Regions from separate parts of the Mus musculus genome. Here region 1 is linked to region 2. The links are chromatin contacts, called in public targeted proximity ligation maps. All regions are on one chromosome and are shown on one strand. The core of a region is the stretch at or near the end of the contact, and the rest is flanking DNA. Distances in the headings are between cores, read along the strand shown. Region 1 holds the start of Cabp2 (calcium binding protein 2). Region 2 holds the start of Chka (choline kinase alpha).

Region 1 (2,700 bases), core at 11-2,510, 230 kb before region 2:
CAGATATCCCTCCATCTCCTCTGGAGCCAATCTCTCATCCAGCCCAGTACCCCAGGTCTCTGGGTACTACCTGCCCAGTGCATTGGCCACCCAGGTTTCTGGCCTTATGTCTCTCCCCTTCACCTTCCTACCTTAGACCCCCGGTGCCATGGCGTCTTGGCACAGTTCCCCATGGGTCTCTGAACCATGCCAGGCCCGGAGTCCTGGGAGGATGCTGTGGATTCTGCCAGCCCCCTGCTGTTTCCAGGGACAGCCTGGGAGCACTGGAGAGGATTTTCCTGGGGTTTTGTGGGCAAGATCAGGAGCGGGTGGGCAGGCGGGGAGCCCTGGGCCCGGGGCTTGGGCCCTAATCCAATCCGGGATTATCTCTGAGTATCTCTGTGAGTGTGTGTGTGGGTTTACTCAGAGCAAAGGCCCCCTGGAAGGCACAGTCTCCCAGCTCTTCCCTCGGGAGGGTCTTCTGATCAGCCCCCCCTCCAATCAGCCCCTCTCTCAGCCTTACACTAATCTCCCCCAATCAGCACCTTCAGAAGCAGGCTTGGATCCCTCCAGAAGAAGTAGGCACCCAGTGCTTGGATTCCCAGTTCTCCCAATGTGTCAACTGGGAGCTGGGAGATGAAGTCCTCAGGGAGAGAGAGAGCCTGCTTGCTTTTATCTTGGCCCATTCTGGAGTTCCTGTGCACCCCTATCAAAACCCTGTATCCATTCAGGGCTTGTCATGGTGCATGAAGGGCTCCCTCAGCATCAACAGAGATGGCAGGCGGATCCCCTAACTTCTCCTGACCACTCTGGTCACCTGTATGTGGACTTGGTTCTAGGTGTGTTTTATAGCCAGCTGGGATTTGGGGTCCTTTAGAAAAGAACATTTCCTGCCCCTTACCTGTCCGTAGGCAGCCTGCACCTGGGCTTCCAGCTCACGGAGAAGGGCCCTTCTGCGAGTAGTGGGGCTGGCTAGGTCTTGGCTGGGTCCTGCAGTGCCTGAGGATGGACTGGAGTCTCCTTCAGGGAGGCTGCCATCTGTTGGGCCCTCCGGTAGGGCCATGGATGTAGGTGTGGTACGTTTTCTGTTCCAGCTGGGTCTCCTCCACCTGTAGGTCGGTGGCTCAGTGCAAGCTGTGGCTATGTTTTTGTTTCTAGCTCTGGGGGTTAGAAGAGCCCGAGTCCTCTAAGGTCACTGTCTTCTTCCATTGCTGCTCCCATAATCCATCTTTGAAATCTTCACCTACCTCCTAGAGTGCTTCCCAACCTTCACAGGACCACAGACTCCACCCTGGGGCTCCTCGCTGATCCAGGTGGCCAGGCTCCCACGCTGGCTGGCCTCCTTCAGTCCCATATCCTGCCTGCACTTCTCTGGTTCGTGGTCCTAACACATTCTTCCTGCTCCGTATCCTGCTTGCTCTCCATCTGCTTTGGCTTGGCCTATGCTATGTCTTGGTAGACCAGTACTCTCAGGACCCTCAGGCCCTCTCAGTCTCTCTGTTCCCCTCAGTTTCTCTCTGTGCCTTAACCTCTCTCTGTCCCCCTCAACCCCTCTCTGTCTTTGTCTCTCTGTCTGTCTCTCTATCTCTTTCTCTCTGTCTCTGTCTTCCTGTTTGTCTCTGTGTCTTTGTGTCTCTCTGCCCTTTCTGTGTGTCTCTCTGTGTCTCTGTTTCTCTGCCCCTGTCTGTTTGTCTGTATGTCTCTGTCTGTCTGTCTCTCTATTTGTCTCTGTCTGTCTGTCTGTCTGTCTCTGTCTTTGTCTTCCTGTCTCTCTCAGTCTCTGTGTCTCTCTGTATCTCTGTTTCCCTGTCTCTGCTTCTCTGTCTCTGTCTGTCTGTCTGTCTCTCTGTGTGTGCTTGTCTGTCCATCTATCTGTCTCTCTGCCCTTTCACTGTTTTACAGGGGCTCTTTCTCGGTTTGCTCTACCTGTTTGCCCTTTCCACCCCTCCACCATTCTCTTTCCCAGGACAGCTCCAAGATTCTGGAAAAGTATGCCACCTGCTCCTCTCTTCCCCATCTGGAGTCCCAGGATACCTCTGTTTCCACCTCTGCTTCCCCACCTCCTGGGTGAACCACCCCCCTGACCTGTAAGCTCTTCTCAAGGAACAAGAATAAAGGTGCCACACAGACCCTTGCCCCTTGCCACACTGCAGCCACTCACCACACAGCAGCTTACTCTCACTTCCAGAATGAGGTCAGCTGTGGCCTGCTGGCCTGTCGTGGGCCCCTCATGATTTATTCACATGCCCTCTGCACCAGCCTTTGTCCCAGGGAACCAGATCCCATGCCATGTCTGCCATCTGAGCTAGTGACTCTATCATCGATTCAGTGACTAGCTTGCAAACATCAAGGACGGGAGGGAGAGTGGGGAGAGAGGCAGGGCCTATATCTCCCTTGGTAGAGTGCTTGCCTAGCATACAGAAAGACTCTGAGCTCAACACAGTACAGAAAAAAAAAAAACTGGACAAAGTGTTGTACACCTGTAAAATACCCAGAGGTAGAAGTATCAAAATTCAAGGTTATCCTTGGCTACATAGTAAGTTCCAGTCCAGTCTGGATTATAAGAAACCCCAGGGTGGTTTCTAGTCCCAGGCCAGCATTGGGGACCACACAACAGACCCCACCTGCCCTGAAGACTCCAGTCTCAAGTGCATTTAACTCAGACAAAGGCCACCAAGCAGTCTGTTTGTGCTTCGGAATACCCACCCAGGCAGGTGAGAG
Region 2 (2,700 bases), core at 175-2,674:
CAAAGGTGAATTTCTGGAGCGGGAGGGGGTTGTGATCAAACTACAGACTAGAAGTACTACAAGGAAAAGTTCCCCGGGGATTTTTCCTCCCTCTTTTTCTTTTTCTTTTCTTTTTTTTTTTTTTTTTTTTTTTGTTTGTTTGTTTTTTCGAGACAGGGTTTCTCTGTGTAGCCCTGGCTGTCCTGGAACTCACTCTGTAGACCAGGCTGGCCTTGAACTCAGAAATCCGCCTGCCTCTGCCTGCGGAGTGCTGGGATTAAAGGCTTGCGCCACCACGCCCGGCTCCTCCCTCTTTTTCTAAAGCCCAGCCACAACATCCCTTTTTCTTTTCTTTCTTTTCTTTTCTTTCCTTTTTTTTTTTTTTTTTTTTTCGTTTTTCGAGACAGGGTTTCTCTCTGTAGAGCTGGCTGTTTTGGAACTCACTTTGTAGACCAGGCTGGCCTCGAACTCAGAAATCCGCCTGCTTCTGCTTCCCGAGTGCTGGGAACAACATCCCTTTTTTCATTCAAGGCCCTCGCAGAGAAACGGCTTCCTAGACACATCTATTTTGAGCTTTGGTACAGAATGTGCTTGTATAACTACATAGTATTGTTCTTCCGCAAGGGACGGCAACCCAGCACACATTTTCTCAAAGCTCGCCCGCAGGCGGCCTTCCGCGCTGCGGGGTTTGTGCTCCGGACACCGGCGCGGCGATCACCTCTACCCAAGCCGCCGCCCCGCCCCGCCCTCCAGCCTCACCCCCCACCGCCCCCACCACCACCGCGCGGTGCCGCAGCCACTGACCTGATGACACTGATGTGGAACTGGTCCTCGCGAAGGCCTCGCCAGGCTCCGGGCAGGAATTCCTTACACCACAGGTAGGCCCTGCGCCTGGTCCGGGGCTCGGGTTGTTCGTCCGCTAGCGGCGGTGATGGCGGCGGGGGCAGCGGCAGGGGCGGCGGCGGCGGCGGCGGCAGCGCGAGAGGTTGGGTTCGGCCACCAAGCTGCTTGGACTCCAGCTCGCCTGCGGCGTCCCGCTGCTGCCCTACGCCGGGCGTCGGGGCAGCGTTGCCACCGCAGCTCAGCAGCAGCCCGAGAGGCGACGGCTCGGCCTCGCCCCCGGTGCAGAACTTGGTTTTCATGCTGGACAAGCGGCCGAGAAGGCGCGGGCGGCCACAGCACGAGAGGGCCACACTCAGGGTCCGGCTGGATGCCCGCCTCTGGGGGCCGGCGCGGGGAATGGCTCGCCGGCTTCACTGACCGGCCGGGCGGCGGTTGTGGGAGCGCGCGGGGAGGCGACGTCGGCGACGGCGGGGAGAGGCAGCAATGGACGTCAGGCAGCAGTAACGAGAGACGAGCGCGGGAGGCTGACGGCAGGCGACTGCTATAGGGGGCCGCGGCGCTCGCTCCTTTACAGCGCTGCACGCGGAGAGCCCAGCGTCACCGCCCGCCCCCGCGCTCGCCGCTGATTGGACGCTTTGGCGCATCACAACCGCCGCCACCCTCGCCACGCCGCTTTCCCATTGGCTGCGGCACAGCCCCTCCTAGGCTCAGGCGGTGAGTCCACGATGAGGGAGGGGTCGGCGCACCGGGGGCGGGGCCTTGTCTAGGGGTCGCGAGGGTCCTGTAAAGGCTATCTCAATTGCCTGCACTCACAAGGTGGCGCCTTTGCGGACTCGAGCCTCTTAGGGCAGGAGAGGCGAGGCTTCTGCAGCTTTGGCAGACCCTAGAGTGGATGTTGAAAGGGAAACTTTCCTTAGACGCCCCCAGGTCTGAAAGTGATGATTTGAAAGGCCCCGGGGACTTTGCAGGAAAATGGTGTCTGGAGGCTGGCTGCTCTTTCCGCGTGACCTTAGGGCAAGGCAGCTCCCAAAGGAGCTCTGTGGGTGTGTTTTTACAACATTTCCGAGGCCCTGTTCGAGATGCTTCCATGCCCAATACAACTCCTGGCCGGAGGCGTTATCCATCTGCAGGTCTAATATCAAAAAGAGATTGGGTCAAGGCCACACACCCACTTGCCAGCTGGCTGCGCTCTCCGCTCAGAGAGAAGCCTCCCCCTCTACGTGCCTGCAGCCTCAGTTTCCCTGTCCGTGGTGCTGAGGATGTCAGCTAGATTCTCAGGACATCTTCCTAACAGACTGGCCTCAACGGCCTCCAGAATTGCCGGCCAAAGGTGCTTGGTTCGCGATTCCTGGCTTTGTGGATGCTGTCATCTGCCCCCCCCCTCTTCCGGGCTGTCCAGTCGCGTGACCATGACTAATGTACCTTTGCCCTAGGGCATGGAAGGGGGCCAAGGCCCCTATGCTGTATGCCCACACATTGCCTCATTCTTTGGTCTCATCATTCAGTCCTTCCAGGAAGTAATTGAGGCTACAAAGAATATAAAACTACAGGTCTGTGTTGTGGGGTATAGCTAGAAAGAGAGATTTCTTTCTAGCTATACCCCAGCATGCAGAAAATGGCTTCTTTGTGGGTTTTCACAGTCTGCTGGAAGCCAAAAACTCTTCAAAAAGAGTAGGTAGGTACTTATCTGGACTTACTCCCCCAAAAGTGATCTTACTGAACAAAAGAGTGCAAATAATCTGTGCATAATGGCACATGCTTTTAATCCCAGCACTTGAGAGGCACAGAGGCAGAGGCCAGATCTCTATGGGCTGAAGACCAGCCTAGTCTACACAGTAAGTTTCAGGACAGCCCAAGTTCCATAGTGAGACTGTCTGG

Evidence for each region.
Region 1: a targeted proximity ligation map of pancreatic cancer cells shows a contact between it and region 2. A contact is called at or near these places in 2 of 39 promoter capture datasets (both in liver), 1 of 130 datasets of targeted methods (pancreatic cancer cells) and 2 of 9 other capture datasets (adipose tissue and pancreatic islet).

Annotation. Positions count from the first base shown.
Region 1 is chr19:4,081,048-4,083,747 of GRCm38.p6, reverse strand. Cabp2 (calcium binding protein 2) reads right to left here and starts at 1,260. Exons shown (of 6, transcript NM_001160253.1): 1 at 881-1,260. The coding sequence starts at 1,042.
Region 2 is chr19:3,850,497-3,853,196 of GRCm38.p6, reverse strand. Chka (choline kinase alpha) reads right to left here and starts at 1,424. Exons shown (of 12, transcript NM_001271496.1): 1 at 784-1,424. The coding sequence starts at 1,121. Gm51271 (predicted gene, 51271) reads left to right here and starts at 2,381; the gene lies at 2,381-2,430.